Linked DNA regions of Mus musculus: region 1 is linked to region 2. The links are chromatin contacts, called in public HiChIP or PLAC-seq maps. All regions are on one chromosome and are shown on one strand. Each heading gives the region's core, a stretch centred on a gene start, on an enhancer-like site or on the middle of the called end of the contact. The rest is flanking DNA. Distances are from core to core; before and after follow the strand shown. Region 1 overlaps Snx7 (sorting nexin 7). Region 2 overlaps 1700061I17Rik (RIKEN cDNA 1700061I17 gene).

What was found. HiChIP or PLAC-seq counts read pairs in DNA pulled down with a chosen protein or histone mark.
Region 1: a FOXA1 HiChIP or PLAC-seq map of pancreatic cancer cells shows a contact between it and region 2. The contact joins two enhancer-like sites. A contact is called at or near these places in 2 of 39 promoter capture datasets (hippocampal neurons and liver) and 1 of 115 datasets of contacts at active chromatin or transcription factors (pancreatic cancer cells).

What each region holds. Positions count from the first base shown.
Region 1 is chr3:117,859,594-117,865,464 of GRCm38.p6, forward strand. All of the region lies in intron 1 of Snx7 (sorting nexin 7), which reads right to left. Gm52614 (a long non-coding RNA gene) reads left to right here. Exons shown (of 3, transcript XR_003954545.1): 2 at 1,642-1,754; 3 at 1,902-2,554. Among named protein-coding and RNA genes, the nearest start is that of Snx7, 6.4 kb to the right of the region's middle. Within about 2 kb of position 3,443, at least 18 of the 459 cell types and tissues checked have an H3K27ac peak or open chromatin away from gene starts, as enhancers often do. A contact at or near this core is called in pancreatic cancer cells, where this site is marked.
Region 2 is chr3:117,068,393-117,074,546 of GRCm38.p6, forward strand. It overlaps 1700061I17Rik (RIKEN cDNA 1700061I17 gene), which reads right to left. Exons shown (of 9, transcript NR_038029.1): 3 at 580-667. It also overlaps the pseudogene Gm17896. Among named protein-coding and RNA genes, the nearest start is that of 1700061I17Rik, 6.3 kb to the right of the region's middle. Within about 2 kb of position 4,864, at least 22 of the 459 cell types and tissues checked have an H3K27ac peak or open chromatin away from gene starts, as enhancers often do. A contact at or near this core is called in pancreatic cancer cells, where this site is marked.

The DNA of each region.
Region 1 (5,871 bases), core at 2,193-4,692, 790 kb after region 2:
ACTTTCTCTAGCTCCTCCATTGGGGGCCCTGTGATCCATCCAATAGCTGACTGTGAGCATCCACTTCTGTGTTTGCTAGGCCCCGGCACAGTCTCACAAGAGACAGCTATATCTGGGTCCTTTCAGCAAAATCTTGCTAGTGTATGCAATGGTGTCAGCGTTTGAAAGCTGATTATGGGATGGATCCCCGGATAAGGCAATCTCTAGATGGTCCATCCTTTTGTCTCAGCTCCAAACTTGGTCTGTGTAACTCCTTCCATGGGTGTTTTGTTCCCAATTCTAAGAAGGAGCAAAGTGTCCAAAGATGTTCAATTGATCATCAAGATATCGAGTGAACAGGGTAGAGAATAGAGCAAAACTAGTTCATGTCCTGATCATCAGGAACATGACCAGAGTGTGTGAGCACACCCAATACAAGATAGGCAGATGAGGGGAGTAAACAGCCCAAGGCTCTATCAGTCATTCTCAAAGGTGGTGGTTTGAATACGCTTGGCCCATAGGGAGTGGCACTGTTGGGAGGTGTGGCCTGGTTGGATGAAGTGTGTCTCTGTGGGAGTAGGCTTCAAGACTCTCCTCTTAGCTGCTTAGAAGACAGTCTTCTGCTGTTTGCCTTAGGAACACGATGTAGAACTCTCAGCTCCTTCTTCAGCACTGTATCTGCCTGGACACTGCCATGCTTTCTGCCTTGATGATTATGGGCTAGACCTGTAAACCAGCCCCAATAAAATGTTGTCCTTTATAAGAGTTGCCTTTCTTATAGTGTCTGTTCACAGCGATGGAAAGCGTAACTGTGACAGCACATAAGTAACTGCTCAGATTGGGGCAGTGAGAGTATAATGCAGCACTAATTCTAAAGGCAGGACAATAAAACTGGGTTTGGGACATGGATCAGTGATTAAGTGAGAGGACTGGAGTTCAGATGCCCAGAACCTCCATAAATGCAAGGTGGGCATGGATGCCCAACTGTCATCTCAACAGAAATAGTAGATCCCCAAAGCAAACTGGCTAGCAAGGGGTAGCCATGTCAGTGAGTTCTGGGTTTGACTGAGAGATCCTATCTCAAGGAAAACAAAGAAGGCAGAACAAAGAAGGATGGCTCCCAGGATCAACCTGGGGCCTCTACATACACACATGAGTATGCTTACACTCATGTAAAAGCATGTAAGTACTGACCTTGTCTGAGGAGCCTAACCCACCCACATCCTCTACCTGGAAGGGCGAGTAGACCTTGGCAAACCCATAAGTTCAACACCCCCCACACACAAGAATCTGTCCAACAAGTAGCTGGGATGAAGCCTCTCTATGCAAATGAGGCATTCCCAGTTCTTCAAATTCCAGCCAATTGTTTCATTCACCCTGAAATTTTTTCCTACTCTCTAAAGTTAATATATATGTATATATGTATGTATATATATATATATATATATAGCCCTTTGTCATCCCAATGAAGTAAAGCACGAGCTAAGATCATCTAAGAGCTGTTTCATTGAAGATCATCGGAGAAGACCTTAGCCTAAAAGAGCTGGAACAGTAAGATTCTTGGAGGAGGCCTTCAATCTCACCACCCCCACCTCCACTCACTCCCAGCCTGACCTGGCTCCTGCAGACCCCACTCATTCCAGACTCCTTTTATCCTCCCAGCCCGGTGTGCAGTGGCATCAGGAAACCCTGAGAAAGAGGAAGCTGAGGACACAGAGCCACAGCTGGACCCCGACATGCCATCAACTGAAGATGTGTTTCCACTGCCCCTCCAGGTAATATGGTATGTTGAAACTGCATTGGAACCCCCTCTTTCAAGTAGAGAAGGATAGCTCATAAGTCATACCTTGCTTTCCTCTGCTATCACTAACACTTTTAGTGACAAGACTCAGACTGGCACTGTGTAACCTTTCTCATTTCAGAAATTGCAACAAGAAAACTTGTTGGCTAAGCACAACTCCTGAATCAGTGGAAGACATCTTTTTCTGCAGTGTGCAAGTCCCACCTTTGGAGATTCCAGTCATCAGATTCCACCTATACATTATATGAATGGGGAACCGGGCCCCACCCCTACGGAGCTCCAGTGGCTAGACTCTGTCTCTGAGGAGCTCTAATGGCCATGCCCCAACCTCCAGACTTCCCTAATGTTCTCAGACTCAAGGCAGAAGAATGCCCCCACCCCACCATACAGAAAAAAAAAATCATCAATCCCTGAGCTTCCCCAAGATCAGGCCATATCATCCCTTCAATCCCAGGCCACCCTGGAAGCTTCACTCCTGCACTCCAAGAAACCCTTTATAAACCCTGCTCAGACTTCTGCTGCTTTTCACCCAAGTAGACAATCTTCAATTGTGTGCTGTGCAGTGTGATTGTGTGGTATTCCTTGGCTCTGGCAGGATATCTTTCCCTTCCGAGCTATAATAGTGACACGGGGGACACTCCCACACCCACACACCTGCACCACAGGAGTGGAGTTGTAACACTTCTATCCGGGAATCCTTTCCCGTGGGAGCAAACAATGACAAAACTCAACCTTGAACTGAATGACCCTTGACTGATTTTTTTTTTTTTTTTTTTTTTTGCTCTACAGTCCTGGCTGTGACCCTCAAACTGTAAATGTTTAACTCGCCCACCTTACAATGACTCTTCATAAAGAGTAAAGAATAAACCCAAGTATTTCCTGAGCTAAAGTACTTTGCTTCTCCTGAAGACTTTCTTTACAGCTACCATTGCCCAAACACAACCTTAGCAAGTACCACTGCTTATTCTCCTTCCGGGCACATGCAGTGGGTGGGGGCAGGGCACAGGCAGAGCAATGGTGTATGTAGCAAAACTTCTGTCAGCTGCAGTGTCCATGGAAGATGATGGCATTGGTTCAGAAATACACCTTGGCAGCTTCGCAGGCTCTACCTTAATACAGCTTTCCAGAGAATGCACAGAGCACCCTCATTTGGAGATGAGACAGCAGTTCTTTGCCTTTTCTGACACAAGTCTATCAAGGCCTCCCCAAGTCCCTGTCAAAGCAGGGGGGAGGAAGATCCTCAGAGGAGGCACAGACAGCTCAAGTTACAGCACAGTGAATGTTCTTTGTGACCTTGAAAAAGTGGCATTTGTTTAGACGGACTACTGTGGTAATTTCTATATATTGATCTTCCAGGCACCAAAATCCACATGAAATGATTACCTATAAAACAGTCCTATAAAAAGTTCTCATCCAACGTAGCCTGATGTTTCCTCCTTTAATATTATAACTGATCACATACGCTAACTCAAACTGAGGATATGGGGATTTCATAATTTCCTTCCTTCATTTAGGAAAAGATATATATATATACAAGAGAACTTCACATGTAAGAGAGCTGTGATTGCAGAGGAATTTTCAGTGGGTGGAACAGGAATGATCAGCTCTATAGTTATTTGCCCTCCCTCCCTCCCTCGCTCCCTCCCTCTGTCTCTTTCACCTCCCCTCTACTCTCATCTCTCTGAGTCACAATACAGAAACAGGCCTTTAAGTAAAGAGGGACAGAGACATTCATCGAATTCTCACATCTACTGTTTGTCTTCATCTGAGTCACTGCCATCAAATGGCCTTCCCCAGAGAAACAATTTTCTAATTGTCCAATCAGTGGAGCCAGGTTTTCAAGTACAGGCAATGGAAGATGTCTCTGGTCCTAACCACTAAGATGATGCCTTGGCTGTATTCTCACTTACAATGACTACCAGAATCTTCCTCATTAATTAACATTCAGCCCAATTAAATGCCACAGCTCTGCTCCCAAAGCCACAACTAAAACTTGTTAAGATGGGAATGCTGATGACATTACACAGGCTTGGTAATTGTTATAGTTGTTACTGTTATGGAACAAACCATCCATTTGCATCAGTTAGGGGCTATGAATAGCACTTAGTCGTAGAATATTTGCCTTGAATGCATAAGGCCCTGTATTCAATATCCAGTTCCTCAAAATAAGTAAGTAATATAAAAAATGTAGCAGTCTGAAACATATATATATATATATAAATTAACAGCCTCTTGCAGTGTTTCTGACCAGATAGCAGATCTGAAGAAAATACATGGATGGGCTTTTCAGACAGTGCTCCTCTAGACAAAGAAGACTCTGTGGTCATTTTTATGAACTGGCCTTAGAACCAGTAAAGCACTGTTTCTATCATACCAGGAGAATTGGTATTGGTTAAGAGAGTCACAGCCTCTCCACCCAGAGATTCCAGGAAAGAGGCACAGAGTGTGTTGCTTGATAGAGGATGATAGGCTGCATCACAGATGAGCAGGTGAACTGAGAGATGCACAGCAGTAAGCTTCATCCGAAGCTACTCTCTGCCTTTTGGAAATCCGTATGGTCTAACCAAGCTAGCCTTCATTTTCAACCTTGGGCTCCCTCTAAGTGCTCTATGCTAGAAGGCTTGCCCCTCTAATGATCTCACTGTGGCAGCTTTCCTGGCAAAAAACATGAGCATGTTACCCAGTGAAGGTCAAGGGGGAACTCAGAAAGCATGCTCCATGTTGTTTCTCTACCTCCCTACAACCCTGCTGGCTGTGGCTGAATTGCTCTGTAAGTACAGTTGGCCCCCTTCTCCACAACTCCAGCCTGCAACAGTTTTTATGCCTCCTCCCTTTACAGCAGAGCAATGCAAATGGATTTCTGTTACTATTAGACTTAGTGCTTCCCTGGACCTTGTTTGACCTTGTTTGTACCTTAATATAGATAATAAATCCTATAAGTAGTCCCTACATGAATATATCATTTAAATAATGAAAGAAAATTCTGATTTTTATCAGGGTAATTACTGTTAGAGCATCTAACACAAAACAGAGATTGGGAAAAAAAAACATGAAGTATATAGATTTCCAAACTTTTTATATATAAATATATATGTATATATTTGTATAATTATAAATACATAATAAAGAGAATAGAGACTATATGGTATATGATACATAATATAATATATAATTACTATATAATAAATATGTGATACATGATACATATATAATTAATGTTTATTATATGATATATAATATATACATAGTATAATGGATTATATTATAGCTATAAACATTACATATTTATATAGATCGATATATACCTGATAGACTAGTTGGCTAATATAGTATGTCGCTCTGTCATTGCTGTGGTTTTCATATGGTCTTAGGAGCTTTGTGTCAGTGTGTGGTTACTGGAGGTGGTGGAACCCGAAGAAGGTTAGATTTGCTGAGGGATGCTTAGGCTTAAATGAGTACTCATGGGATACAGACTTGGCTCATTCAAGAGAGTCTTTTATATAAAACCATACTGAGGCCTCTCCTGGTCCCTCTGGCTTCCTTTTCGGAAACGTGATAGTTCCCTTGTTCCCTGTACTCCACCCAGATGAAGTACAGGAGGCCTTCTCCCCAGCTGAGCTGATAATCATATCCCTGAGCCACTAGCACCCTGTGATAAGTAAAGTCCTTTTATTCATAAAGTGATTTAGTCTTAGGTATTCCATTAGAGTAATAAAAAGGTTGAGTGTCTCAATAATGATACTGTATTTTCTCTCAAAAATAACCTTTTATACAAGAATGTGGTATTCTTTCAAACCCCTCCAAAATAAACATATCTATTATTAAACTTCTATTTAACCATAAAATAATCTAAAAGTTTCCATATTCACAGAAGATATATTGGCTTCTATAGATCAGCTCTTTCTTTCCAAAGTTTATAAACAAAATACAAAGTGACCCATTCTGTGGCCTTGATAGAGATTGTAACTAGATCTGCCCCTGGTCCTCATAGTTCAAAACTTCTTTATGGTCCATTTTTAAGAGCTTTTTTGGTTTTTAGTTCATATGACTATGTGTGAATGTGTGTGCATGTGTAGATGTGGAGGTGTCTA
Region 2 (6,154 bases), core at 3,614-6,113:
GTAAGAGTAATTTCTGTTTCAGTATGGAGATCTGGGTTTGAATTCCCAGGACCTATGTAAAGAACCAGGTCTGTTCATGCACCCATAACTCTAGGGGTGGGGGGCAGGAACAGGAAGCTGGGTGGGGTTTGCTGGCTGCTTGCTTGGCCTAAGGCGTGGGGAAAAGATCCCGACTCAAAGAAGCAAGGGAGAGAGTGAAATCCTAGTAGACCCGATATTTACTCTGGCTTTCTTGTGCATGTGGGCATGTGGACATGCACACACATGGGAAACACACAAACACACACCACTCACACATAAACACATACCACATTTACATACACATACACACAAACACATTAAAAAGAAAAAACATGCTATGTGTAAGGTCTTCCTTTGTGTTCCTTGAACACTTAGAGGAGTCATGGAAGAAAAAGAAAGAAAAGAAGAGGCATCAATCTTTTGAAGTAAGGAGAAGTAAGAAGTAAGGAGAAGATGTAATATTAATTTTTTTAAACTATAGATGATTGATTTTGGTCTAAATCTAAGTGTTTGTGCCAAAACTGTGGGCGTGAGAAAAGTGGTAAAATGAGCCTGGACCTGTTTGTAGCTTCCTTGGATGTAGAGGGATTTTCAAGGATGAAGACATAGGATGACTTGTTTCTTCCAGGCCCTTTTCCTAGAGTATCTGAAAGAGGTAAACAAAGCATTGTTGGATAGTTAATAATCTTGATGGAGTCCAGACGTGGAAAAGAAAAGCTATAATAGTTATGTCTGGATCCTGGAAGAGAGCTAAATGGAAGTAAGGAAAAGATGGTGGGTTCAATTACATTCAGTGTCCCCAACTGGTCCCTTAATGGTGATGCTGCTTTGGGAAGTGTCATAGACTGCTTTCTAATGATGTGATAAAATGCTAGGAGCAAAAGCAATTAGGGGAGGAAAAGGGTTTATTTCATTTTATAGCCCATAGTCTATGATGAAGGGAGGTCAAGGCAAGCAAGAACTGAAGTCCAGGTCATGGAGGAACACTGCTTACTGCCTTCTTCCCTATGGCTTGCTCGGTCTATGTTCTTACACAATTCAGGACACGGGGCTGGGCCTTCCCAATCATTAATTAAGAAAATGTCTATAGCCCAATCTGATGGAGGTATTTTCTTTAAGTTCTTTCTTCCTGGATGATCCTGGCTGTGCCAAAGTTGACCATAATAAATAGATAGATAGATAGATAGATAGATAGATAGATAGATAGATAGATAGATAAGTCTAACCAGCATTGGAGATTATGGAATCTTTTGGAAAGTGGGCTTTGCTGGTAAATGTAGACTGTAGGGCCTTAAAAGTTGTAATTTAGCTTCTTGTTTGGTTACAATATAAAGAAGCCATAAGGTTCTACTATTAGGGACAGAGCACCAATGCCATATCACACACACCACGATGCTCCGTGTTCACTAGAATCATGAGCCAAAACAAATCCTTCATCTCACAGATTCCTTCTATTAGGATTATGTTGAGGTGGTGAGAAAAACTACTAATAATACATACATCATATTTCATGTGCTTTATATTAAGGAAATAGGTTGTATATATGATATTTATACTGCAGGAGTTTTGTAGTTAGGAGAAATATTACCCCCCCTCCCAATCCCAAGGCATTAAGTTTGAAGCCTGGGAGAAGGCATAGTATTGTTTTCTAACTGTCATAATAATGTGATTGGCTGAAGGCTATTGCTGTGAAACTTCTTCTTGCTGCCAGACAATAACCGCATCTTGGCCTCATTATTCATTAAGAAATCAGAAGCATCTTGATATCATCATTTTAAAGTATTCTGAGGGAAAAATGAGGGTATAAAGTGGTTTCACATTAAGCACAAATATTTTTGTAAGGATGATTGGTATCTATCTATCTATCTATCTATCTATCTATCTATCTATCTATCTATCTATGAGTGGCATTAATTTATATGCATTTGCCCAGATCAATTCTCTCCTTCCCACATTGCTTCCTATGGCATCGCTGGGAATGGAATTTTAGACCTGCTGGGGCAAGGACAAATGATACCCATGGGTTGGGTGGGGCTCAGAAGAAAAGGCAGTTTAAGGTAAATTCTTTTGTATTTATAAATAAAAATTAATACAAGGTAGGAATAGGATAAAGAAGTAGTTAATAGGGGAAGGGGTAAAATAATGTTTAGAGGCAGATATTTTTACTGTAGGCCTTTGGGAAGAAGGAATTAAATAGCTCACAGAACAACTGATAAAGGATGAATAATCTTTAAGGAATGTCAGGAAGACAACAAACACTATGTACTGTAGGGAGAGTGAGATTAAGAGTCCAGTCTATCCGGTGAGTCAGGTTTATCAGTCACTGTTATTCCAGGTGAAAACACAGTGGCTTTTCCTATATGTATACGGAGCATTTAGTACTACAGAGGACCACACGTTGACAGCATCTTAGAGTATCAGTATTTAAGTTTTTAGAGCACAAAGCCCTTCACGTGCAATCACAGCTCTCCATGTCTCTGGATCCCTTACCTTCCTAGAACAGCCCACACTGTAGCTCTAGCTTCTCACTCCCAGAGAGAATTCAGCCAGGGCTGTTCAACTGTAGACTCAGTATATGGTGCTGCCGTGGTTCTGTACTGTGATGACCTTGTAGATACTTACACATGCTTTTGCATGGGATTTTCCCAATCACCTCTCCATAGCATTGATGACTTTTTAAATGGTATCTACCAGGATCTACATCAAATCACACATTTAAAAAGGCCAAGATTAGCTCTGCTTCCTTGCAAGATTTGTTGCCATGCAATATCTGCTCTCCACCCATGCTCTCTCTTTGTGGTTTTATGACTTTTCTTGGAAGGCTGCAAGGATGTCTATAAAACAGGATCCATGGTAGTTGAGACATGTATTGGTTACTCAGTAAGTATAATGAAGAAATGATCCCCATGTGTGTTAAGTGCTGGACCACATCCATATAGTTGGCCAACTTTGATTAAAGGGTGGAAAATATTTTCTTTGGGGAAACTGAGAAAAAATAAAAACTGATGCAAACAAAGTTAGACATAGAAGTTGGGATGTTTAATTTTGATTGTCATTGTCACTAGATTAAGAAACTTTAAGTGTCATTGTCACTAGGTTAAGAAGCTTCAAGGGACGCCAGGTAGTAATGACACATGCCTTTAATCCCAGCACTCAGGAGGCAGAGGCAGGTAAATCTTTGAGTTTGAGGTCTACAGAATGAGTTCCAGGACAGCTAGAACTACACAGAGAAACCCTGTCTCAAAACTTGCTCCCACTGGCCCCAAAAGAAAAAAAAAACTTTTAGGGGATTAGTGAAGCACACCTCTGAGTATGTTTATAGGCATTTCCTGAAGGATGATTGGATAGTGAGGGCCCTGATGAACTAATGTCTTGATGGCATGATTGAGAAGTGGTGGAATGTAGGTCCTGGGGCTCAGAGAAAGTGGGTCACCAGGGGCTGTGTCTTTGGGTCATATCTCGCTTTGGCTTCTTCTGTCGTATCTTTCTCTGCTTCAGGCCGGCCATAATATGAACTTTTTTTGTTATGCCAAGTCTTTCTTCCTACTTTGGACTGACATCACTGAAACTGTGATCCAAAACAAATTCTTTCTCTAGTATTTGGTTACTGGAAATAAGAAAAGTCAATAACATAGTATTTGGCACCGTTAAAGTTTTAGAGCATGCATGAACCCTCACTCAGCCCTTCCTGTTGTTGCACTTTGTCCTTTCATGAATCCATGAACATGCAAAGACCAGTGACAACATTAAAGGTCAGAAAGATTATTGGTATGTTGCTGATCAGGAATCCACGATAGTCTTTCTCTAAATTATATGAAGAACACTCCATGTTATAGTAGATTTTTAATTCAAAATAGACAACCTGAAAACAGTAAGTTAAAAAGATAATAAAGTCCAGTAAGCTCTCTCAGAATTCACAAATGAAAAACACCAATAGTCACAGATCATAACCACAACTGCAGCATACGTACATTACAATAATTACATGCAATATTTTAAAAGCCATCTAGAAAGCTTACAGGACTCCATAAACCACCACTGTCTGGAAGAGCAGGTGGGGGGGCTCCTCTGCTGCACATCACCAATGGGGTGATATAATGACCGATCTGTATTCCCAGTCTGATATCTTAAGTTATTTTGCATTGTGTGGAACAAAGAGGGTTGGAATCCATGAAACAATGACACAAAGATGATTCTTCAGCAATCCTCAGTACCATTCATCTGTACAACTGGATCAGGAAAGACCCATTTCTCCAACTCTGCCGTACCCACCTCCATCTCTTCTAAACATAATTTCCGAGTTACTGGTCTACCCCTTTGCTATGTGCCTGAAACCTACACTCTGTTACAAGTAGTATTCACTTACAGAGACGGGAATTCCATGCCTGGGTCGCCTGGTACCTTCCGTTAGTTTACAGAGTCCAGGCAAGGGGATGTTTTGAGAATGATTTCCCAGTGTTTGTTCTAAAGACACTAGAGGCTTGCTATTTGTCCTTGCAAAGAGAAGTGCCTCTGCATTGTATCAGAAAGTCTATACCAGAAGGTCTTTCTGTTTCTACAAAGACTTTTTATAAAATAAATAACACTTGGTTATGAGCTGTGCACCAGACCTAAGTCTAGGGATTTTTTTTTTTTTTTTTGGTAAGTGAAAACATTTGGTTTTTCTATGAATTATGATTTAAAAATAAACAGCTGTCAGGACAAACCTAAAAAGTCATAAATCAAAATTATAATCTCATAAACAGTAGCATTCACAGCATAAGTAAAAGTAAATGTGGAAAATTGTGCCGTGTCCTTAGGGAGCCTCCTACTTCTAAGTTCTCACTGCTGTAAGCGCCTACTGGGTCGTTAGCATTTGCCTGCAAAGTCCAGGGAGAGCAGCACTGTAACTTCTGATTAATCAAACAAGCATTCCCCAACAGAAATTTCCTAAAGTGAAAAAAAAAAAACCCAAGTAGTTTTATATTTCAGTTTTCCACCATTTGATAATGATGCTACTGGGAAAATAAGGTATGCATGGCATACTAAAAGATTTAATTTATATGAAGGGGGGAAAAACTGAGAGTAACTGTTACCAACTGAACTGCAATAAATAGCCCATCTGGAGTGCTGTTCGCTTCCTTGACAGGAGTCTTTCCCAGCACCTGTATCACCCCGAAGAGCCACAGACATTAACATAGGACCACAGAGCTGGATAGGCATCCAAAGTCAGCAGGAAACCACTGTCTGGATTCCAGGCCTAATGTTTTCACACATTTTTGTGGTTCATTGTCAACATTCAATCTGTTTGGCATTCCTAAGTTCAGACCTATCAACACCTAGAAATAGAGAGCTCGTGAGTTTTATTGTCTTCATATCAACGTGTCTTCTTTTATTTCCCAAATGAAGCCACATCAGCTTTCCACACCAAGGGTGAACGTTAAGAGTCTCATTTCCTTCCTATTAGGGAATGGTCTATTATGAAAAAAATAATCTTCAAGAAATTAGTGTCTCTGTCTCTGTCTCTCTCTCTCTCATGATAACAGATCTTCATAGTTTCAGGGTTTAATGCTAAGACTTGGATGGAGTTGTCACTAGCCACCAGTCGCTCTGTCTTTTTTTCATTCCTTTGTTTAGTCGACTGTACAGTGCACTCCAAGTGGGAAGCTGATTTTTTTAAATGTTTAGTACTTGCTTCAGAATCCCAGGCCACCTGATGTATTTATTCTCTATCCACAAACCTCGGCTTCTTCTCCAAGACCTAATGCACATCTGATATTCAAAGAAAATGCATCGGGGCATCCTGGCTGATGCTGTCCATGGCATGCTTTTTATAGAAGTGTGTGTTAGATGGAGGGGTCTTCTCTATTATTTTTTCTGGCTGCGTCTCTATTTTCTCAGTGTGTGTCCCCAAACAGGAACTAGTTAAGTGTTGAAAGTGGGCCACTAGTACATATGTCTTTGGGTTGTAGAACAAAATGTTTGGAAATATGTACTTGAAAGACTTGAAGCTGATCAATGCTGCTCCTGGATGAGCTCAACTTACTGGGAAGGTTTATCATGTGGTTCCAGACCTGTGAACATGTGTGTAGAATATTGTGCCTTCTTTGTCCATGACTCTGGGCTGTTCAGCCTCATATGGGTGGTAATGAGG